7 separate regions of the Mus musculus genome follow, and all the other regions are linked to region 1. A link is a contact called in public HiChIP or PLAC-seq and promoter capture Hi-C data. All regions are on one chromosome and are shown on one strand. Each heading gives the region's core, a stretch centred on a gene start, on an enhancer-like site or on the middle of the called end of the contact. The rest is flanking DNA. Distances are from core to core; before and after follow the strand shown.

Region 1 (3,236 bases), core at 255-2,754:
AAAGAGTGGTGGGGTTCTCTGCCTGGGCTTCCATGCACGTGGGACAAAGTGCCCAACCAGAGCCCCTGGCTCGCGACTGAATCACCAGAGCCCCGTGGGTGGGGGATCTAGCTTTCCAGAATGAGCTTCCCACCCCACGAACATTCCGTTCCAGGGGACACCGGATTCGGACCCGACGCATGAGTCAGTGACCCGTGGCTCTCTTCGTCGGGCCGGCTCTTCACCCTTCGGGCTTGGTGGAGAATCCAACTGCATACAATTCCCAGAACTGGCATTGAGAGGCGCGTACTCTGGGACGAAGAACCCCATCGCAACCTGCGCAGTCGCCCGGTCCCCTGCCTGAACTACGAAGCCGCTGAAGCTCCGAGTCTCCAAGAGGGTGGGGGTGGGGGTGCGTGCCGCACTCGTGAGAACAGCGCCCAAGTCCCGCAAAAGCCTGCCTGTGCTGGGCGGACCCACAACTATGGTCTGCCCTGCCGGAGCGCGAGTGTGCACTGAGGCGCAGGCGTGGGGCCGTCTCCTTCACGGACCCACGAAGGCACCGCCAACTACGGGAGGGCGCGCGCGGGGGAAAGGGGATCCCTACCCAATCTGTCCCACGGGCGGCCAGTGGCGGAAAGCAGCTCCTCTCCGACTCAGACCCGCGACAGAGGGACAACTGAAGCACTGGGCTGACACCGACTCCAAGGGATCGCCCCCCTCCGGTCTCAAACTTTTTGCTCAATTTCACGGCGGCCCGGGGAGGGCGCTGAGCCTCTGGGCCGGCCTGGCCACGCCCCGCGTTCCTTGTGCTCTCGGGGTGGAACCAGAGTTGCGCGCAGCTCTGGTCCCCCACCCGCCCGGGATCTCACTGCACCTCCCCGAACACAGTCGCCGCCAGCCTGGGCTCGGCCACGCGCAGATGAGGGGCAGGATCCCCGGATACGATTGTGCGCCCGGTGCTGGAGGAACAGCTTAGGAAGTCCGCAAGAGGTGGGGTTCTGAGCCCGGCCTGAAGCAGCGCATCCGCGGAGCGCGAAAGCGAGGGCGCAGCCCACATGCCGGCGCCCAGCATCCGAGCGGGCTTCGGGTACGCGTGGGTCTGCGCTTACTGAACCTCGAAACTGCTGTTCACAGTAGGGATGCAGCGCCTCTTTGGCGTCGCTTAGACCTAGCCTGAATTCCACATCCAGACCCTAGTGCTGTCCTGACTCTGGGCCAGGGTCGGGTCACCCGCCACCCGCGAACTTCTCTTCCTCCCCTGCTCCTCCGCGGTGCCTTTACTTTTAGCTTCCAGATGCAGCCGCTGGCTCACTCAGACGCCGAACCCGAAGCAGTCTGGCACGCCTTTCAGGAGAAAGCTGAACCGGTTTGGGGACGAAGTCGAGATGAGAGTACCTCGTCAGCAACCTCCAAAGGTGGAGTCTTTCCCCCCAGGGAACACTATCAAGGCCTGAGATGCTGCCTGCCGCGGATGATCGGGATCCACGATCCTCACCGACTGGAGGAACCCAGCAGTGTGGACAGGGCAATGGGGGCTCTCATCAGGATTGGAGAGGCTAGCATGGGGGCGTGGTCCCAACCTCCCCACCCCTTCGGGCGATCTCGGGGTGAAAATGCACACGTGCCCCGGTGTATGCGCTTCGGTGGAGATAAACAAGACGCATAGTTGTGTAAGTGATATATTTCATGGCAAGTGACCTGAGGGTGTCCGTGACTAACCGGAGTTAAATTTTTGGAAGATTATTAGCGGAGACTTGGAAAAAGAAGCTCCCAAATCCTACCAAGCACCAAAAACAGACACCAAACTCCCAAGGAAGCTGCATTGGTTTAGCTCCGGTTACAGAGAACTGGCGCGCCCACACCGGCCCCCGCGCGACCCCACCCACCTCTATCTTCGCATCGCTTCTTAAAGTCCAGAAGAGGCGAGTCCAAGAGGAAAACGAACCCAGATAAGAAAGGATTGCAGTGAACTAGGTCACGCCTTGAAGGTGGCTTCTCTCCCAGAGGACCCTGGAGTTCCCCGACCGAGTTTCTCAGTATTTTAGGAGTCCCCAGGAGGGCCAGGGGCACAGGCTGGACCTGCGGTTCCGCACGCGTCACTGCAATATATGCCTTGGCTCTGTACAGCCGCGGGACAGCCTGACCGGATCATGAACGCCCCGAGTGCCTTCCGAGAAGGTGACTCAGCGACACGCTCACGGGTGGAGAAACTCCCGGAAACAACCAACCAACCAAAAAAAAAAAAAAATGAGGATTTGGAGGGAGCAAGGGCGTCATCACCCACCCCCGGTTCCGCGACTCGTGGCTACCAAGATCTGGTCCTGCACCTACCCCCATCCCCGGCTTCCCACCTTACACCCCTGGAATCTAGCGCGGACAAGGAAGGATTGCAGCTCTGCAGCCGCAGTGCCGTGGTCACGCGCTGCGGGGACACGAGTCGCGGTGGGAGGAGGGGGCTCTGCGGGGAAGCCAGGCTCTCTGCCACTCGCTCCCTTGTCTACCCTGCCCCCTCCCCTTACCAGAGACCTAGGGTCCAGATCTGGCGTTGGTATCTAGCAGACTCAGGGAGGAAACTATTCTCCCCGAGATTTTGAGCTTGGAGGGGGGCTGGCTGCCCAGACTGTAGGAAACACCCTCCTCTGCTCTCTCACGGTTTGGGAAGGAGTGTTTATCAAGCCCGACAAGCAAGTCATTAACAACTAAAGAGGAGAAACTGAGGCACGGGGAAGGAAAGATCGGGCTGTGTGTAAATTTACGCTCAAAATGCCGACCTGGATCAGGGTCTCGCTTTTCTTTGAGGCCTGGGGCTGGAACTTCTCATACTCTGAGGGCAAGCGTGGAGCAAGGTTGACTGGAAACTCAGTCCGTGGGAGAGAGCAGAAGCAGCCTGCAGGACATTTTATACTTGGGCCTCAGGGCCGGTTCCCCTTCTGCTCAGAAGAGACCCAGTGGGAGGGGGGTTCCAGTCTGGCGCTGGTTCCAGTGGACACAATGGCTCCTCTGTGTCGGCTGCCGCCTCATCCTCTGGCCTCCTCACCTCTCTGGTCTCTGCCTCTTTCATTCTTGTTCACCTCCCCCATTCCATGCAGCTTTCTAGACCCTTTCCTTTCCTAAAGAACTTTATCCTATCTGTAGAAACCGGCAAACAGCACCCCTGGCCCTGTAGCCGGGAATGGACAAGAACAAGATGTTGGTTTTCTTTTGTGTCTCTGGAAGGATTGGGAGGTGAAGGGCCTTATGGGAGCTGTCAAACC
Region 2 (3,243 bases), core at 8-2,507, 660 kb after region 1:
AGTGAGATCCAGGACAGCCAGGGATACACAGAGAAACTCTGTCTCAAAAACAAACAAGCAAGCAAACTATAAAACACCAAGGCATAATTTTTAAAAAGATGATGACGACTTGGGGCTGCAGAGGTGGCTCCACAGTTGAGCACTGGCCGCTCTTTTCGAGGATCTGGGTTCGATTCCCAGCACCCACATAGCACATCCCATCCTACACTCACCCCAGCCCCAGAGAATCTGATGCTCTCTGATGGCATCTGAGGGCACCCGGCACACTCATGATGCACAGACTCATGCAGGCAAAACTCTCCTACCCAAAGAGTTTTTAAAACGGGGAGGGACAGATGAGATGTTAAGGGACAGATGAGATGGCTCAGTGGTTAAGAGAGCAAACTGCACAGTAAAATGGGCCAGTAAGACACCTGCTGCTGAGTCTGAGGACCCAAGTTCAAGCCCAGCTAGTCACACCATGGAAGAAGAAAACCAACCCCCAGAAGTTGTCCTCTGACCTCCACATATATACACACACGCACCCTTCCCCCACCTCATTAACTAAAAACAAATGTAAAAAAAAAAAAATCCAGCATGGATGGGAGGGGCTCTCAAGGCCCCATCCTTAGCTAAGGAGCTATTAAAAAATAACACTCAGAAGTGGGTGTGGCCTGAGGCTCTCATGGAGATACGGTGCCACTTCTGGTAGGTGACTCAGCTTGGGAGGGGCAGACACTACGATGACACGGCCTTGATGATTCACCTGCATTCTTTGTCTGAGGGCAGATACCTGGTAGGTGACAGTCCCAGCGTAGTGCCGCACCGTGAAGATTGGCAGGGGCAGCTGAGGCTTGGCGTAGCTGGGGTGGTCACCATGGTGATAGTGGCACTTCTGGAGGAAGGTGTGGTCTGTGGCCTGGTAAGGAAGGAGCCACACTTTCTCAGGTCCTGTACACACTTACTGTTCCCTGAATTCACCCCGTTCCTTCCTGAAGACCGCAGCCCCACACAACCTAGACATGGGGACATTTGTCTCCCCAGATCTCTTCCTCAGACTGAGGGAGTCAGCTTGGCCTGCAGCAGAATCCCTACAGTGTGTTCCCTTCATCCTTTTGAACAGCCAGGTCCTATTTGAGAAGGTCAGGGTCACCTCAGGCCCAGGAGCCACCTCCACCAAGCCCTAGATGTGATATTTCTGAGGAAGTCTGAAGGAGTTAAAGAAGACATAGTTGGAGGCTTTGAGACAGAGGTCAAAACTGTTCCAGCCACACCCTCTCCACAAGCTGTCACAGGTCACTTTAACCTAAGGGGTGGGAAAAAACACTGGCTGTAGCCAGGCGTGGTGGTGCACGCCTTTAATCCCAGCACTTGGGAGGCAGAGGCAGTCGGATTTCTGAGTTCGAGGCCAGCCTGGCCTACAGAGTGAATTCCAGGACAGCCAGGGCTACACAGAGAAACCCTGTCTCGGAAACAAACAAACAAACAAACAAACACTGGCTATTCTGCTAGAGTATCCAGGTTCAGTTCCCAGTCCTTACATGGATGGTGGTTCCCAGTTGTAACTCCAGTCCCAGGGGATCCAATGCCCTTTTCTGGCCTCCCCAGGACCACACATGTTACTCAGACAAATGCAAAAAATCAAAACACCCATATTCGTAAAACAGATTTAAAAAAAAAAATGTGAATCAAGGACTTGAGAAACACCTGTGAGGGGTTTCTCTTATTTGGTTTTGGGGACAGTTCCCTATGATGACCAGGCTGGCTTTGAATTCACACTGATCCCCCTGTCTCTGCACCCAGAACGCTGGGGATTAAAGGCTGGATTAAAGATACCGGGCACCACCATTCCTGGCTGGCTTGAGATACAGTCCCTTTTGGCCGGGCTAGCCTCCAACTCCATATGTAGCTGAGGATGGCCCTCCTCACCTCTACCTCTAGACTGCTGGGACCACGGGTGCACACCCTCTGTCACAATCCCTCCTCAGGGGAAGAGCGGCAATGGCCGCGTCCCAGTGTATGCTCCTGTCTTACCACAGATGCATGGATGAAGCCCTCTCCCCTGGTCTTCCCTGGCCTGCAAATGTTACTTATTCCCCAGGCCACGTGCCGTGAGGGCCAAGATCTTGTGACCCACTCCACTCCTCTGTGGGGGAATGTAAACAATCCACAGTCCACCTGGGGATGAGCTTTTGCAAGGAGGCACAGCTGAACCCCCAAAACTTCATGCTTTGGCTTGGGTTGTTCTGTAGAACAGCATTACCACACCTGATTTTATACCGTGCTGGGGATCGAACCTAGGGCTCTGTGCCCGCTAGGCAAGCCCTCCTCCTCCTGAGCCATATCACCATCCCAGGGTCACTTTATTTTTGGTGTCTACCCTGCAACCTCGGTTCCCATGTAAAGTCTGGGTCCTATACATGTTCCTGTGACTCCACAAAGCTGTCCACCAGGCATCTGGGATTCTTATTTATTTATTTTGGAAAATGGGGTTTCATATACCAGATTAGTCTGGGATGTACTGCCTAGCTCAGCCTGGTCTGTCTGTCCTTCCTTCCTTCCTTCCTTCCTTCCTTCCTTCCTTCCTTTCCTTGTTGTTTTGAGAAAGGGTCTCTCTGTGTATATACTAGAACTTGCTCTATAGACCAGGCTGGCCTTGACATCTCAGAGATCCTCCTGTCTCTGCTTCCCAAATGCTAGGACTAAAGGCGTGTGCCACCATGCCTAGCCTAAGTTTTTTTTTATAAATTAGTTACTTTTTAGATTTATTTCCTTTTTAATGTGTGCATGTGCTTTGCCTGCATGTCTGTATTTGCCCCACATGTGTAGCTGATGGTCACGGAAGTCAGAAGAGGTCATCAGATCTCCTGAAACTGGAGTTATAGTAATGGTTGTGAGACACCATGTGGATGCTGAGATTTGAACCTGGGTCCTCTGCTCTTACCCTCTAAGCCATCTCTCCAGCCCTTGCCATTTCTTTCCCACTCTCCTGGGCTCGAGGAAGGAAAGAACTTAATCTTTTGTCTCGGACCTTTCCCTTCAGAATGGTCCCCACACACAAATCCATCCCTCAGTGCCAGTACGCCTCAGGTAGAGCTGGAGCTCTCAGACAGGCCCAGCCGCTGGCAGCTCGGTCTAAAGTAGAGGAGAGGTAAAGCCGCACCAATGGCACCTGACAATCAACACTGTCTGCTCTCTCCAGGAGTTCAAATAGAAAGAGGCAGGCGCTGATGTGTAACAGGGGATGTTTACACATGACAGCCA
Region 3 (3,231 bases), core at 213-2,712, 630 kb after region 1:
CAACTCCATCAGTGCTGGGGCTCCGGTTTGGAGTCAAAAGTGGGTGCTTGAAGCCTTGGTGGTTCTGCTGCCCTGGTCCCCAAGTTTTCTAGACAATGGAGAGAACTTCCTGCTCTGGTGGCCAATAGAAACTAAGCGAGCTCCTCTCCTGCAGCCATAGAAGCTGGGCCTCCCTCTGAGCTCAGGGACTGCTGGAGCCTGTGTGTCCCAGATGTGGCTCAGCTGCAGTGCAGTCCCTCTGTTGCACACTTGTTAGTATTACCACAGGAGTTAGCTTCCCAGTCCCACACAAACCAGAGTGCACCCCCTCTGCTGAGCCAAAGAGACTCTCGGCCCTCCCCTTGGTTTCCAAAACTGAATGATGTTTTTCTTTCTTACTGGATAACAGTGTGTTTGCTTTGGAAGGGACGTCTCACGGGGACTTGAACCCCAGTGTGAGGACAGGAGGCAGAAGGGCTTAGCAGCCTCCTCTCGTGAGGCCCTGCCCAAGAAGGTTGTGCTTGCCCTGCACAAGGACTGAAGAGAAGAGCTGTCTGGGGGCAACCATTACAGTAGTTAGTGTGGAAGAGACTCTGGGGTCTTTTCCAAACTCATTCATGTAGTCACAAACTCCTTTCCAAACTTGGGGTTTGAATTAGGGTGCATATCCCTGGCTCAGTTTTCAGAGATCATTGCCAAAGGAGGATCAGGGGTCCTGGTAATCTAAGTGGGTGCAGAGACTCCTCCCTAGGATGATCCTGAGCCGGAAGCACACAGCGGTGAGCAGGTCAGAACTCCAAAAGACAGGAAAGCTGCTGCTCTTGTCCAGCATCCAAGTAGGCAGTTCTGCTGCTGGCTCTACCAGCTCCTGGGGCCAGAGGCCATTCAGCAGGCTGGGCACACCTTGTCCTGAGCCTTCTTGAGAACCAGGGAGGGCTCAGCCCTAATCCTTTCGGAAATGGAGGCTCAGCAAGATTGGGGGCCATATCCTAAACTCACTGAATAGAAAAGGTTTAAATGGATGTGTCCAGCAGCCCCCAGCCCCTGTGCCACACACCGAGTAGCAGTACATCCCCCTTCTCTAGTACCAGGTCCCAGGGGAAGAGCACTCAGGTATACACACAGAGGAGGTGACTAAATTCCCATAGGAGAGTGGCCTAATATATCCCCCAAGACGTTCCTCTCCGAGCTCATGCTAAGCTGTGACTCCTCGCCAGAGATACGAGACCCTGGCTGCCCTCCTTTCCCGATCCTGTCACCTCTAGCCAGTGTCTCTTACCTGGGAGCTCAGATAGTGGGGAGCCTCGAAGAGGTGTCCCAGTACAGAGCCTCTATGTACCTCCTGGAAGTCCTTTGGCCACCACCTTTGACTTCTTCACCAGCGCTGCCACTTTCCTGCCTAGGCGGCTGCTTCTCACTCGGGCACCTCCTGGTGCTAGCTCCCGGTTGCTGACAGCCAGCTGCTGTCCAGCTTCAGCGCCTCATCGCTTCAGCTTTTTTGTTGTTGGTTGTCCTGGAGATCTAGGTGTCAAATTACAGTTGTGAGGAGGAGCCCAGGGAGTCCTCCCCTGAGCTTGACTTGCCCTTCACGCCCTATGCCTTTCCCTGCCTAGAGGTCCACTCTGCTCTCTGGATCCCCAGACGGCTCCCTCTCTTATTCTTCCTCCTGTTCTGCCCTCCTCCTGCCTTTGAGCCAGGCTGTAGGCTGTAGGCTGTAGGCGGAGGGCTGGGGTTGGGCTAATGACAGAAGTGGTTGGCTGTGGTTCCCTGTGGAAATAACCCCGGGGGGCTCCGTCTGAGGTTGCCAGAGGAAGAGGGTGGAGTGACTCGCTCTTGGGTGCCCCAGCACCCTCTGGATGGCCTTTTTGGCTTGTGTCCCTGACCACCCTGGTCTGTCTCTTGGGCCACACTCTGGCTGCTCTCTCTGCCCTCTGCCAGAAAGAAAACCGGGCTACAGGATCACCCAAGCACGTCAGCAAGCTTTCAAGCAGCCCTCTGGTGTGGTACTCTGCCATCTACCCAGGGGCATCTGGGGGGAAGATGAGGATCCTAGATACTCTAAAAGTAGTCTGCGCCGGCCATGGTAGTGCACACCTTTAATTCCAGCACTTGGGAGGCAGAGGCAGGTAAATTTCTGAGTTCGAGGCTAGCCTGGTCTACAGAGTGAGTTCCAGTACAGCCACGGCTACACAGAGAAACCCTGTCTCGAAAAAAACAAAAAATAAGTAAATAAGAAAAAGAAAGAAAGAAAAGTAGCCTGCTTGTTTTAGTGAGGGGCCTTGGGTCCTTCTAAGAGAAAGGTCACTGCTGGTCTCGTTCTGCTCAGCTGTCTGCATGACAGCTCTGTTGGCCCATTAACGTTTGTCGGTCTTGCCACCAGCAGACCAGGCTGCAGGGGGAGGACTGACCTCAGCTCTGCAGTCAATGGAGCCCTTTGAATCTGAGCACAAAACCCCAGTGAGCCAGGGCTTGGGGCAGGGTGTAGACAACCATATGGTCACAGTGCCTAGATGCCAAAGCTTCTCAGAGACAGGACAGGCCACCACTGTACAGGCAGAGGGAACATTTGTCGTGTATATTCAGTGTTAGTGGGAGCTGGCTGCAAGAGCGCCCCCCAGTGGCTGTCTCAGCTGTCTTCCTGCCACTTCTATGCAGTTTTAGGGCTGTTCTTCACTTTGCTGGAGGGACCCTACTTCTTTAGAAGGTGGCATTGCAATTTGCTTTCCTTACAGTAGCCTGCTGTGTGGGGTCAGATCCGCAAGCAGTATTCAGACTAAGAAAACCCTCTGTTCCAAAGCTGTTAGTGCCGGCTAATCTTAAGCCTGGGCACTCAAACTGCCCTGCCTCGCGCTGTCTCTTCTGGTTCCCAACCCTGTACCACATTTCTGGCACTAGAGATGACTGTAAGGACCCTGATAGAACAGTGGCCTCTCCCAGGGCCTCAGCCTGGGGATCCGAAAAGAGACTGGCCTCCTGCACCAGGTGGGCTTCCTGCCACCAGCTTGGGCAGGAAGTGGTTATCCGCAGGGGAACATCTGGAGTTAGAGGCTGAGAGGGAGGCTCTAGTGAGGCTCTAGTGAGGCTGGATCTCCCTGGTGAGTGGGCTCACGAGTGACTAGGCATGATGGCCGCTCTCAGCATTGTGTGCCTCTAGCACAGTGACTCTCAGCCTTCCTCATGCTCTGGCGACCCCCAACCATAACATCCTTTTTGTTCCTTCTTTATTACTGGAATTTTGCTAGTTATAAATTG
Region 4 (3,056 bases), core at 356-2,855, 970 kb after region 1:
TTTCTCAAGACAAGATTTCTCTGTGTAGCCCTGGTTGACCTAAAACTCATTCTGTAGATCAGGCAGGCTGTGAACTCACAGAACCACCTGCCTCTCTGTCTCCTGAGTGCTGGGATTAAAAGGTGCGTATCTCCACACCTGGGCTATATGGGTCGTTTCTAAAGGTTAATTATAGGAAGGGGGCTGAAGAGATGGTTTGGCGTCTAAGACAACTGGCTGAAATTTCCTGCCTTTAATCCTAACACTCAGGAAAAAAGAGCAAGTAATTTCTGAGTTCAAAGCCAGCTTGGTCTAAACCAAGTACCAGGACAGCCAGGCTACACGGAGAAACCATCTCAAAAAACCAAAACCAAACAAGAAGTACACAGGCAGCTCTTCCAGAAGACCTAAGTTCAACTCCCAACACCCCATATGGCAACTCACATAAATATAGAGTTCTAGTTCCTAGAATCCAATGATCTCATTTGGCCTCTGCGGCACCAAGCACGGAGTGGTGCACAGTTATGCACGTAGACAAAATGCCCATACACAGACTATAAAATTTAAAAATTACTTAATGTCAAGTGTTGAACCACACACCTCAAGTCCCAGCACTCTGGAAGTCGAGGGAAGAAGATGTAGAATTCAAACCTACACAAAGATTGCACAAAGACAAGCCCACTAGGACTACATAGGGGCAACTTGTCTCAAAATAGCAAAAAAACAAAGTTTCAAAAATAAAAATATTGCCAAATAACTCCAGTTTCCTGCCTCAGAGAGTCAACCAATGTGCCAAGACAGATGTGAAAAAGAACTGCCTACCTGTTTGGTTGAAGGAAGTTTCACACAGAAGCATCTCGCCGGGGCCCCAGTCAAAACACATTTGCTTCTTCTTGGAATTCACACCTGGAATCCACTAGTAAGACATAAGGAGGCACAGGAGCTGTTAGCCCTACAACTGTCCATTCAACTTCCAAGTGTAACTGCGAACACCATACACCAGGCGAACAGCCTAGGTCGTATCCAATGATGCTGTGCACATATTCAGACATATACACACTTAAAAAAACATTTTCTAGGTGCAAGAGGAATAGAATACAACGCGACAGAAACTAGTCTATTGTCTCCCGTGAGAACAAATTATGCATTTATTAAGCCTCGGACTAGGACAGCAGGACAGGGAAAGGCCAACTCATCCCTTGGAGTGACCATGTGGGGCTTACACCAATCTCATTCTAACGCCCAAGGGGGGAAAACTAGAGAAGCAGAAAGGTTATAAAAACAAGGGTGATGCAGTGGGGTTTCCGCGAGCCGGCCAGTATTCACAGGACCTAGGGACCACTATTGCCATAACCTAGTTCCCAGTTAACCTGACATTCGGGATGGTGGCAACTGTGTCCAGGGAAGAAGCGTGCGTCCCGCATGTAGGGAGGCAGCCTGAAATGACCAAAGAAACGTAACCCTCACAGTGCAACAAGCCAAGCCACTCCACTCCGATCGCCCTTACAGTTACTGCGGGCTCGCAGTCGAGCTCCTCCATAGCGCCGTGCCCCCCGCGGCTGGGACCCTGCCGCGCGGCCGCTTCTCTGCGCTCAGGCCTCCCGCTCACAGACAGCTGCCAAAGAGGACCCCCTCCAGGGCGGCTTGCGCAGCGCCTGCAGACCTTAGCGCAACAGATCCCTTCGTCTTAGCCAAACACAGCCCCTTGAAGCCTTTCACACATGTTCCACTATTCTAACCTATACAACACATCATGAAAACGGCTCTAGGGCCCACGGGTCCTCAAGGAATGTTCCCAGTAGATCAGGCGGCGCCACAGACAGTCCCACACTAGGTGAGGGAAAGGTCCCCGGAGATGGCGGGAGAGGCGGTGGCTGGGAGGGTGTGCGCATGCGCAGAAGCGTGCTGGCGCATCTATTTCGATTGGAGAGCTACTCCGTCTCTGTAATCCTACTTTATCTCTTAGCGGTAGTTGTGATCCCTCCCTCCTGGTCTGTTATTAGAATATTCTCAGTCCCTTTTCCGAACTCCGACCAGTATAATGCGCTTATTTTGGAATTAGTCTCGGACACATGACATCCGTAAACAACGGGACTTCAATCTTTTATGTACTGGCAACTTTTCTTTCTTTAGGATTATTCTGAACTATTTCTACCTTAAATTGGTGGTCATACATGACTTGGAAGTAGGGCATAGTAACATAAGCCGGAAGATGCAGCACTTGGGAAGTAGAGACTGAAAAATCGGGAGTTCAGAACCAGCCTTAGCTACATGGCAAGGTTGAGCTCGCATCGGGGCTAACTGAGACCCAGACTCAAAAACCAAACTCCCACAAACTTTAAGGAAATAAAGGAAAACCTTTCTGTCAAATTTTTATCCAAATCCTAATCATCAGTGATTTAGGGAGCTAGAGTGTTGGCTCAGTGGTTAAGAGCATACGCTGTTCTTCCCGGGGAACCTGGATCAATTCAAAGCACTCACATACATGTGGAACAGTCCCAGGCAATCTGATGCCCTCTTCTGGCCTCTGTGGAACCAGGCACACACATGTAGTACACAGACATACACAAAACACCAGTATATATACAATAAAATAAATTTTATAATTAACTTTTTAAAAAAGATTGCATGTATGTGAGTAAACTGTCACTGTCTTCAGACACACCAGAAGAGGTCATCAAATCCCATTACAGATGGTTGGGAGCCACCATGTGGTTGCTGGGAATTGAACTCAGGACCTCTGGAAGAGCAGTCAGTGCTCTTAACTGCTGAGCCATCTCACCAGCCCTTAGTCTGTCTGTCTTTATTTTTTTGTTTGTTTGTTGGTTGGGTTTTTTTTTTTCTGTTTTGTGTGTGTGTGTGTGTGTGTGTGTGTGTGTGTGTGTTTGTTTTTCGATACAGGGTTTCTCTGTATAGCCCTATGCCTCCCTAGTGCTGGGTTTAAAGGCGTGTGCCACCACACCCGGCAAGCCCTTAGTTTTTCAAGACAGGGTTTCTCTTTGTAGCTTTGGCTGTCTTTGAACCTAATCTGTAGACCAAGCTGGCCTCAAAGTCAGAGATCTGTCTGCCTCTGCCTC
Region 5 (2,944 bases), core at 444-2,943, 600 kb after region 1:
ACAATTTAATACCAGGGGTTGGGGTTGGGAATTTAGCTCAGTGGTAGAGCTCTGGGTTCTGTCCTCAGCCTGGAGGTTGGGGGGGAGGAAGAAAAAAAAAGGAAAGAAAGAAAAAGAAAAGACCAGGGGTTGTGCCAGGAATGGCGGTGCACACCTTTGAACCGAGCACTTGGGAGGCAGAGGCAGGAGGATCTCTGAGTTCTAGATCAGCCTGAGTTCCAGGACAGTCAGGACTAGAGGGAGATCCTGTCTCAAAACAAACAAAAACAGGGGTATTGGAAGATGACTCTTATACGAGTGCATAATGTACAGGGTTTGGTGTCCCATGCTTTTAATTCAAGCTCTCTGGAGACAGGGCCAGGCAGATCTCTGTAAGTTTGACAGTTCAGTTTCCAGTACCCACATCAGGCAGCTCACAAATGCCAGTTTCAGAAGAGCTGATGCCTCTCTCTGTCCACCATGGGCAGAACTCACATGCAAGGCCCACTCCATATGTACAGATGTATATGAAAAGAAAATCAAGCATTAAATTCATGTTCTAATATTTTCAGGACAGGCTGGGGAAGTAACAAAGTAGTGGGATGCTTTCCTAAGAGTGTAAGGCCCTGGGTTTGGTTCCCAGCAGTTCCAAAGGTTGGGGAACTATTACATGCTGTTGGCCTATTAGGGCAGTTAAAGTCTTCTCCTCTTTGAACCAGCCCAACAGGTCGTTTAAACTCCTGTTTTGACATACCACACACATCTCTATCTTGTTTCATGTGCAACCTCAAAAACGCCTTCTATGCACAAGACTGTCTTCCTCATTGTTTTGCCCCTACTTTGCAGATAAGAAGACCCAAAGCTCTGGTATATCAGGTAATTTGCTTCCTTCAAGAAATCTGTTCCCTCTATGCTTCGCAGTCTGAGGGCAACCGATAGGCTTTTAAAACTCACCAAACAACAGAATCACCCTACCGCCTTAAAAGGCTTGTCTAGCATATTCTATGAAAAAGCCCAGAATTATGCACTTAGGAGAGATGCATTTTTAAAAACTCTAGGGCAGACTTAGAAACGATTCCTTAAAAGTTACCAACTTAACGAAACACAAGTTTTACTATCCTCCAGGTACATTTCACTCCTCTCTTCCCCATCAAACAACGAGACAGTGATGTCTCGACAGATGCGTACCCCCCTTGGTCCACCCTCTGGCCAGCATGACGCCTTGCGTAGAGGATCGCAGAAAGAGAGATCACTCGTACTGTAGTAGAGGTTCTAATGCTCTGTCTGACCTAGGACATCCACTGCGCTTTGGGGTTCCAAGACCCGATACCTGGAGCACAAAGAGCATCTTCTCCCCATGCCCCGCTAGAGAGGTAGCATTTGGTAACCATAACAGACCCTCCCCTTTCCAGCTCAAGTCTCACCAGTCGCTCCGCCTACAGCGTCGACTCCAGTTTCGCCATCAGATTCAGGGTCTGAATATTCCGCATAAATTGCAAGAGACGACAAAACATTTTTCTTCCCCGCCATCTTACTCCCACAGCGCGGTGTGGCTCAGGCCTATGACTCATAAGCCAATTTAGGGGCGAGAAAACCAACTTCTTCCGGATCCCAGGAGACTCCGCGCCCGAATGACAACCAATCAAAAGGGCTGTGTCTGGGCATGGCTCCGCCCCCATGCTCAGCTCTTGGAAACGTCATCAGCACGGGACGGAAGTAAGGTCTTGCGGCTTCTACTTCGCTGACTTCTCGGGCGGTTTGGCTTCTGAGTTCGAGTTAGGGAGTAGTGTTCTTTGGAAAGCTGCAGAGCCAACCGAAAAGAGCCTGGGGTCTGACATCTTGGAGAGCATTTGTCTGGCAAAGGGCGAGAGCTGTTGACTTGGGGGCTCAGAGGAGGAACGGGGGGTCGGCGTCCTTGATGAATGGTATCTATGGCTTCGCTTCTAGAACAAGGACCCTAGAAAAAGGATTCCAAGTTCTCTGGTCGACTTTGAAGACGTTTGTGGGCTTTGTTGTGGTCCGATTTGTAGCTCTGTCCACCTGACCTGGAAAGTTCATTGTTTTTATTTTTATTAAAGGGAGAAGTAATGTTAATCCCTCAGGAATGTATTGCGTGAAGCAATTCAGCCTTCACTTTTACTGCTGGGGAATGAGATATTTAAGTGTAACATAGCAGCTTACTCGGCAGGAGAAACATAGGCTATATTTTAACGTGGAGCAGAGGGTTTTTTCGGGATTGCCTTTGCCCACCTTTGCGTTAACCTTTTGGCTGCTGCTTTTTGCAAAGATGAGCGCCCGTCCTTTCTCCACTCCCTTCGACCGGGAGCGGCGAGTCCGGAGCACCCTGAAGAAAGTCTTTGGGTTTGATTCTTTTAAAACACCTTTACAAGAGAGTGCGACCATGGCTGTAGTGAAAGGTAACATACCAAGCTACCTGTTTTGCAGACTGCTGGCGGTACCGTAGTAGCTCTGTGGCACAACACCCTCTTAACTTCCTACCTCCTCACCCTTTGGAAATCTTTGAAAACCACTGGTTTGGAATTCTTTCGTGACCAAAGCTAGTGGGTATTTGCTGGGAATCTATTTGTTTATTGATGGTCTATGTAGCCCTGGCCGGCCTGGAATTCTCTATATACATCAAGTTGGCCTCAAATTTGAGCCGGTCCTTCTGCCTCTGGATTATTAAGTACTGGTATTACAGGTGTGGGCTATCATAACCTACAAATTTTGGACAGAACCACTCACACTTCTGGTTTTTTCATAGCCAGACTGACAGTCTGTCTTTGACTTCTGTTCCTAGATTCCCATTCTTGTCCCTGTGCAAGTAGTAGCAAAAGTGGCAGTAGTGCTTAATCTTGTCAGTGACCTAGGTAATCATTTCCTTGAAGAGCGAGTAGCTTGAGTTCCAGGTAGAAAAGGAGAGACTAATAACACTGTAAGCTGGAGATAGCTTGTCCAGATGGGA
Region 6 (3,009 bases), core at 367-2,866, 710 kb after region 1:
ATACCAGTCTGTCACTGGAGAGGTGCCGCCATTGCCTCAAGGAAGAGTAGAGATGCAAAATATCCTAAGGACCTGGAAATGCTCTCCAGGGAACTGGTCCAAGCCCATCAGAGAACAGAAAGAGCTTGGTTTGAGTCCTGTCAAATATTCTGTGTGAAATGGCTCAAGAAAACTACCTGAGCCAGGTGTCAGCGGCAGCACAGGGGGTTTGGGGGAAGTGGGGGAGGGAGCAGCAGTTTAGCACACCTTTGATTCCAGCACTTGAGAGGCAGAGGCAGGTGGATCTCTGAGTTCAAGGCCAGCCTAGTCTACAGAGTGAGGTCTAGGACAGCCAGGGCTACACAGAAACACCCTGTCTGAATGAATCAACCAACCAATAAACAAACAAACAAATAAATATTTAAAGAGAAAAGAAAATTACCTGACTCATTTGTTGAGACATCTTTTCCTCCACTGTCCTCCTGCCGGTCTTTGCACTGATATACACAGACCCAGGAGATCTCCCAAAGCCGCTCTAACTTGCCTTCTTTTAGGCAGGCCACAGCACAACTCGGTTCTTTCCACAAACATTTCCTTGTTACCCTGACACATCTAGCTCAGAATGGACTTTAACACTGGATCTCTAGAGGTTGCGTCGACATAAGGGTCCCTGTGGGAAAGGACGCGGTATCTAAGCCCCACCCTCCTTACCGGAAGTTCACCTGTTTCAGGTGAAAACCCTCTAAGAGCTACAGCGCGGTTACCCCAGTTATGGCCACTTCCCACAGCTAAGGCCCAGTGTGTCCACCAACCCCCCCCCCCAAACCGAGCAAAAGCATAGCACACTTTCTTTGGCAATTTTTCACTCTTTGCCAAGTTTCACAGTGTAACCCCCACTCATCGGTGTACAAAACAGACTGGGACTCAATACCATCGCCTAAAGGTGTCCAAAGTCGCTCTGGAAATATAAAGGCTCCCCTTTCTACGAGAAAACCAAGTCCCACCCGCGGACTTCCTGAGTCGGAGGATTAGGAGGCACAAGGGCGGGCAGGGAAAGCGCCCAGATGGCAGAGGTAAGAACTAAGCCGCCAAGGTAACGCGCTCCAGACGCCGCTGGCGACGCCGGGTCACAGGAAGCCGGGTCGCCCCGCTCTGCGTCGAGGCGCCTCGCACAAGGGTCTGGGAACGGTGTCTCTGCTCACTGTGTCCCCCGCACCCAGCCACGCCTGACACCTGTTCCCTGCTCCCGAAAGCCAACACGATTGTGCAAACCCGAGTCCCAAGTTTGGTAATCCGGGGGGCGGAACAGGAAAAGACAAGTTCTCAGCGCCACTTTCTACAGGTGTCTTTCTCCGGGACGAGCCAAACGTCGGAGATCTGGGCGAGCAGGGCAGACCTGGGCGCTGCCCTCTCCGACCCGCCTGGAAAACCCAGGGGACTCGTATCCTCCCGAGCCGAGCCGCGCCGCCCCTAGTGGTTCGCACCCCAAAAGGTCCTTTAAAGCCAGGTGGGCTCACCTGCAATCGCGGGCCGGGCCCTGCCCGAGGCCTCGGCGTCCCTCAGCGGCCGTCACCCACCACTCGGGTTCCCTGCTCCGGCCCACGGGCTGCAGGGCGGCCGTCTGCTTCCTGCTCACCTCCGGCGCGGCGAGCGGAGGGAGGCGGAGCCTTCGCGATTTACATACAGGGCGAGCCTGCCGAGCCCTCGCCCCGCCCCGGCCCCGCCTCCTAGGCCGAGCCGACGGGGCAGGAGCGCATCCTGGGAGTCTCCAGAGCGGGGCCGCTCTCCAACCAATCGTGGCCCCAGTAGTGTGGGGCGGGGCAGTAGGGAGAAGCCGCACCTAGCGCAGCATGCCCGACCCCGCCTTCACCTGTGCGCACCTGGTCACAGGACTGCTCACAGCTCTAGGTGTCCCACCGCCTCTGGGAAGAGGAAAGAGTCCCTGGGTGCTTTCCAGGATGGACGCGACTCCATGCAGGCAGCGGACTTGAAAGCACAAGAGCCAAGCGAGAGAGCGTGGGGGCAAGGCTTCACTTCCCTCCCCCGGCTGTCTAGTAAGGGCCACAGCTAGGCGGGATTCTCAAGAGATCTTTCCATTCAAATATAATCACCGGCAGATTCAGGTTTCAGACCCACTAGTAAAGTGGTATGGGAACGAAAACGTAATGGCGAACCCCCAACCGGTTACTTCTTAAAGCTCCCTGACTTCTGTCTTCAGAGGGGCCGCTGGAGCCTGAGGTTCAAGGGGGTTGTCAGCCCCTATAGCCAATAGCTATAGTTTTTAGCACAAACTAGGGGTGAGGGGCTCAGAGTAACAAACTGGGAACTAACCTAACCGTGGGTGGACCCTCAGAGTGGCTTGGGTACAATCCAACCCATTCAGGACTCTCAGCCACCCTCCTACCACCACCCAGCTGTTGGTCCTCAGGGCAGGACCAAGATTGGAATCTTGTCTCATTGGTACTCTTCAGAAGTCCATCAACTCCATGATCACAGCCCTGGGCATGCTCTCCCATGTGCTCTGTGGCCCACCAGGGTTCTCCTCCCCCAAAATGGACAAATCGGGAATGAAGGGAGGGGCCCCTGTAAGTATTGAACCACAGCAGAAAATATATATTTTTTTAATGGCTTTGGCTTTATGGCACGAAGCAAGCACCCCCTTGAATAAAGGCACAGTCCTTTCTCCTAACCCAAGTCCTGGGCCTCTGAAAACAAGTCCTGAGTTCCAAGGGGGGTGGGGGTGGGGGCGTCACTGTCAGGCAGCACTTCCAGGCAGTGGGCTTGAAAGCACAGTGGCCAGGCAAGAGGGTGTGCACGTCCCTACAAACAGAAGACACCTAGGATCACAGACCCCAATGGCCTGGACGGTTCCATCCAGGTGAGTCCTATATGAGAGACAGCTGGCACGGCCCCTGAGAGCAGTCCAGGCCCCCCCAGAGCAAGCCATCCCCAGAGCTGTATTCAGTGGCCCAGATCCCTGGGCAGTGTGAAGTCTCTGAAGCTGTAGAAGGAGATGTCACCGTGGTCCAC
Region 7 (2,860 bases), core at 157-2,656, 930 kb after region 1:
CTTCTGGGGACTCTGTGTAGCTCTGGCCGGGGTGAAACTAGCTTTTGACCATCCTGGCCTCAAACTTTTCCCAACTCTGCCTCTTTTATTGTTAGGTTGTCCCCCCACCCCACCCCAAGACTGGATCTTAATATACAGCTCTGGCTGTCTGGAACTCAGAGATCTGCCTACCTCTGGCTCTGTTTTGATTGTTTTTAAGACAGGATCTCACTAAGTAGCTCTGTTCCAGAACTCACTCTGTAGCTCAAGCAGGCCTGACTTATCTCTGCTTCTCGAGTGCTGGATTCAAATGCCTTCTCCAGCGATGGGATTTGAGGTGGGCACCACCAATCTCAGATCTTGGAAATTTTAATGGCAGGAATAGAAACCTGTTTTCTAGTTTTGAAGCCATGGTGTAAAACGCAGACACCAAGCCTGAGGGAAAAGAAAGACAAGCTGAAGAGGAAGAAGCGGCCTTACCTGAGCCATGAGAGACCGGGCCAGAACTTTGTTGCCTCCCTTCATCATCATGTTGGTGAATTTGCTTCAAGGAGAAAAACATGGTTAGCTTTCCCGGGCTGTACTCCGGATCCCTCAGCAGAAAACTGCCCCAGGTGAGTTCCAGCCCACAGCAGAGGAGCATTTGCGCCAAACCTGATGACCGGGTCTGCGAACACCGAGCTGGTTTCAGTCGCGGCCGCAGCTTTGATAAACTGGGTTTTCTTGAGCTCCTGGTCATACTTCTCCTCTTCGGTGAGTTCCGCCACCGGCTTGCGGTAATATTCCTTGTCAATCAAGGGCTCCCGGAATTCGGGGGCATAGCGGCTCCCCCTCACCTGTGTGAGCCTGGGAGTGGGGCGAGGAGGAAGCAGACAGAACCCTACGGGTGAATCTGTGACTCCACAAAAGTGAACAAGCTTGACTTAACAGTAAGCCGCAAGTGCCATCACGCTGACGAGGGACGGTGGCGCTGGGACCGCCTGCTAACCTGACAGCAGTTCTGACCCTTGTCCCAAGAGGTAGGCAGCCCCCACCCCGAAACTGGCCACTGTTCCGTCGCAAGCCAGTTCTCCGATCTCTAGCAGGGCCGCACTCTCGGCTCCGGGTAGAACCGATCTAGGTCATCCCGGCCTGTCAGGCATAGGACAGGGTACTAAGCCCCCAAACCGGCCCGTTTAATGGCTGGAGTCAGCCATCTCGGCGCCCCGAGTTAGTGCCCTCCCGCGCCAGAACTCAGCGCAGCTCGCCTGCGGCTTCTTTCCTTTCCCCAGGTCCTCCCGTGAAGGTCCGAGCGGCGGTCCCGGCTACGCGCTGCCTTCTCACCCTGGAAGGTTCCAGACGGCGCACCTCACTCCCAGGGCCAGCCCGGACCAGCGAAGCGGAGCGCGCAGCGCGGGGGCAGCCATCTTGGCCGCTGTCAGGACCTCGGAGGGCTGCCCACAGCGCGCCTGCGTGAGTGAGCGACAGGACACGGATGAGAGCCTGCGCACTTTCCTCGGGCGTGGGTTTCCCTTCAGAGGTTCCCTCTGAGGAAGAAGCGAAGACACATCCTCGCCCTCGCGGCCTCCGACGCGGTCCGGCGCGCCCGTGGACCGCAGCCCTCGGCGCGCTCAGGCCCCCATGCGGGCCCCGCCCCCGCCCTGCTCGCGCAGAACCTCGCGAGGCTTGAGGGCGCAGGGCCGGACCGGGCGGCTGCAATATGGCGGAGGCGGAAGGGGAGAGCCTGGAGTCCTGGCTGAGTGAGTATCCGGGGCCGCCTCTACCTGACCTCCAACCACGGGCCTGCCTCCTCCCTCCCTGCGCCATCCCCTCCGCCGCGGCGGCCCGCGGCAGTCCACACCCGGCGTCGCCTCGCGGCGAGCATCCGGCGCTCACACCCCTTGCGAGCAGCGGCCCTTCCCCGCCGCGCGTCCTCAGGCTCCCGCGGGTGACACCTGCAGCGCGAGATCCTGCAGGCCCGGAAAGCGACACCCGGGCGCCTTGGGCTGACAGGCGGGCGTCGTGGGGAGGTTGAGGTGGGGCTGCACCCAGCCTGTGCTCTGGGACCGGGCATTGGACAGGTCCCTCGGGGAGGGTTGAGCGGTGCCACGCCGCACACACAACACAGCTGGCAGCTTCCAGAGTGGGACCATCCTCAGTGAGGATGCTGGAAGTGAGAATTCATTTCCAAAGCGCGACTACAGGGAACAATATACCACGAAGCGTGCTAAATATGTACTGAAGGAACACACATGCGCGCACACACACACACATATATGCACGCACTCATTTTAACGAGATAACCCGCTCTTGAGTAACTCAAAAAACAATGACTGCTGCTATATCGACGTGTTGCTATCTTTACTAATTTGTACATTGCTCCAAAGGAATAAGGTTTAACGTTAGCGGACAGTTCATCCAGGTTATTTAGTAAGGGTTAATAAGGCTGGTTAATCACGCCTTATCAAGGGTCAATAAATTAACTTTACTAAGGGCTAGCCCCGGGAGAGCCTCTGAAATGGAGACGAATCAGGTAAGACGTCTTTGTAGAGCCCTGAGCTGGAAATCCTTTACGGAATACAGTTGTCTCTTTGATGTCTTGAGTGTTGTTCCTAGAGGCATGGCCTTCCTTAAGAACTACTGTTCAGGAGATTGAAATTAGCTTTAAGGGAAGCTACATCCCAAAAGAAAAGTAAGATCACAGTTGCAGTGTCTGATGTTTGCGGGCAGGGCATAGAGCCATCTCCCTATATGTGACAGTTCTCTGGGGAGTGTACAGTGCTGGATTACAGGCATTGGCTAAAATCATTTACCCAAGGATCCCAGTGTCCAGTCAGCTGTGTATAGACCAGGCTGGCCTCGAACTCACTGAGATCCTCCTGCCCCTGCCTCCCCAGTGCTA

What was found. Promoter capture Hi-C pulls out the DNA fragments that hold promoters and counts their contacts. HiChIP or PLAC-seq counts read pairs in DNA pulled down with a chosen protein or histone mark. Capture Hi-C pulls out chosen DNA fragments and counts their contacts.
Region 2: a contact with region 1 is called in an HNF4G HiChIP or PLAC-seq map of pancreatic cancer cells. The contact joins the enhancer-like site here to the promoter of Sphk1 in region 1. A contact is called at or near these places in 2 of 39 promoter capture datasets (embryonic stem cells and pre-B cells), 1 of 484 Hi-C or Micro-C datasets (embryonic stem cells), 3 of 115 datasets of contacts at active chromatin or transcription factors (bone marrow-derived macrophages, memory CD8 T cells and pancreatic cancer cells) and 1 of 9 other capture datasets (embryonic stem cells).
Region 3: a contact with region 1 is called in a promoter capture Hi-C map of fetal liver, with 4 times the contacts expected there. The contact joins the promoter of Smim5 here to the promoter of Sphk1 in region 1. A contact is called at or near these places in 6 of 39 promoter capture datasets (embryonic stem cells, fetal liver, hippocampal neurons and 2 more), 1 of 115 datasets of contacts at active chromatin or transcription factors (pancreatic cancer cells) and 1 of 9 other capture datasets (embryonic stem cells).
Region 4: a promoter capture Hi-C map of erythroid cells shows a contact between it and region 1, with 3 times the contacts expected there. The contact joins the promoter of Nup85 here to the promoter of Sphk1 in region 1. A contact is called at or near these places in 3 of 39 promoter capture datasets (erythroid cells, liver and pre-B cells).
Region 5: a contact with region 1 is called in a promoter capture Hi-C map of pre-B cells, with 2.4 times the contacts expected there. The contact joins the promoter of Recql5 here to the promoter of Sphk1 in region 1. A contact is called at or near these places in 6 of 39 promoter capture datasets (the 3T3-L1 cell line, the C10 cell line, embryonic stem cells and 1 more), 2 of 115 datasets of contacts at active chromatin or transcription factors (pancreatic cancer cells and stem cell-derived neural progenitor cells) and 2 of 9 other capture datasets (adipose tissue and liver).
Region 6: a contact with region 1 is called in a promoter capture Hi-C map of liver, with 4 times the contacts expected there. The contact joins the promoter of Llgl2 here to the promoter of Sphk1 in region 1. A contact is called at or near these places in 1 of 115 datasets of contacts at active chromatin or transcription factors (pancreatic cancer cells) and 1 of 9 other capture datasets (liver).
Region 7: a FOXA1 HiChIP or PLAC-seq map of pancreatic cancer cells shows a contact between it and region 1. The contact joins the promoter of Mrps7 here to the promoter of Sphk1 in region 1. A contact is called at or near these places in 1 of 39 promoter capture datasets (embryonic stem cells) and 1 of 115 datasets of contacts at active chromatin or transcription factors (pancreatic cancer cells).

The regions. Positions count from the first base shown.
Region 1 is chr11:116,530,719-116,533,954 of GRCm38.p6, reverse strand. Sphk1 (sphingosine kinase 1) reads right to left here and starts at 1,504. Exons shown (of 6, transcript NM_025367.7): 1 at 587-1,504.
Region 2 is chr11:115,867,130-115,870,372 of GRCm38.p6, reverse strand. Myo15b (myosin XVB) reads right to left here. Exons shown (of 64, transcript NM_001384233.1): 14 at 773-898. Among named protein-coding and RNA genes, the nearest start is that of Myo15b, 11 kb to the right of the region's middle. Within about 2 kb of position 1,257, at least 66 of the 459 cell types and tissues checked have an H3K27ac peak or open chromatin away from gene starts, as enhancers often do. A contact at or near this core is called in pancreatic cancer cells, where this site is marked.
Region 3 is chr11:115,898,370-115,901,600 of GRCm38.p6, reverse strand. It overlaps Smim5 (small integral membrane protein 5), which reads right to left and starts at 1,462. Exons shown (of 3, transcript NM_183259.3): 1 at 1,259-1,462. The region is part of intron 7 of Recql5 (RecQ protein-like 5); the gene reads left to right.
Region 4 is chr11:115,562,993-115,566,048 of GRCm38.p6, reverse strand. It overlaps Nup85 (nucleoporin 85), which reads right to left and starts at 1,605. Exons shown (of 19, transcript NM_001002929.4): 1 at 1,487-1,605; 2 at 802-895. The coding sequence starts at 1,519.
Region 5 is chr11:115,932,241-115,935,184 of GRCm38.p6, reverse strand. Recql5 (RecQ protein-like 5) reads left to right here and starts at 1,693. Exons shown (of 19, transcript NM_130454.2): 1 at 1,693-2,396. The coding sequence starts at 2,267. Sap30bp (SAP30 binding protein) reads right to left here and starts at 1,526. Exons shown (of 11, transcript NM_020483.3): 1 at 1,404-1,526. The coding sequence starts at 1,509.
Region 6 is chr11:115,822,665-115,825,673 of GRCm38.p6, reverse strand. It overlaps Llgl2 (LLGL2 scribble cell polarity complex component), which reads right to left and starts at 1,616. Exons shown (of 26, transcript NM_145438.2): 1 at 1,497-1,616. Tsen54 (tRNA splicing endonuclease subunit 54) reads right to left here. Exons shown (of 11, transcript NM_029557.1): 11 at 2,572-3,009. The coding sequence ends at 2,941.
Region 7 is chr11:115,602,686-115,605,545 of GRCm38.p6, reverse strand. It overlaps Mrps7 (mitchondrial ribosomal protein S7), which reads right to left and starts at 1,406. Exons shown (of 5, transcript NM_025305.3): 1 at 1,303-1,406; 2 at 634-825; 3 at 460-523. The coding sequence starts at 1,385. It overlaps Gga3 (golgi associated, gamma adaptin ear containing, ARF binding protein 3), which reads left to right and starts at 1,630. Exons shown (of 17, transcript NM_173048.3): 1 at 1,630-1,718. The coding sequence starts at 1,679.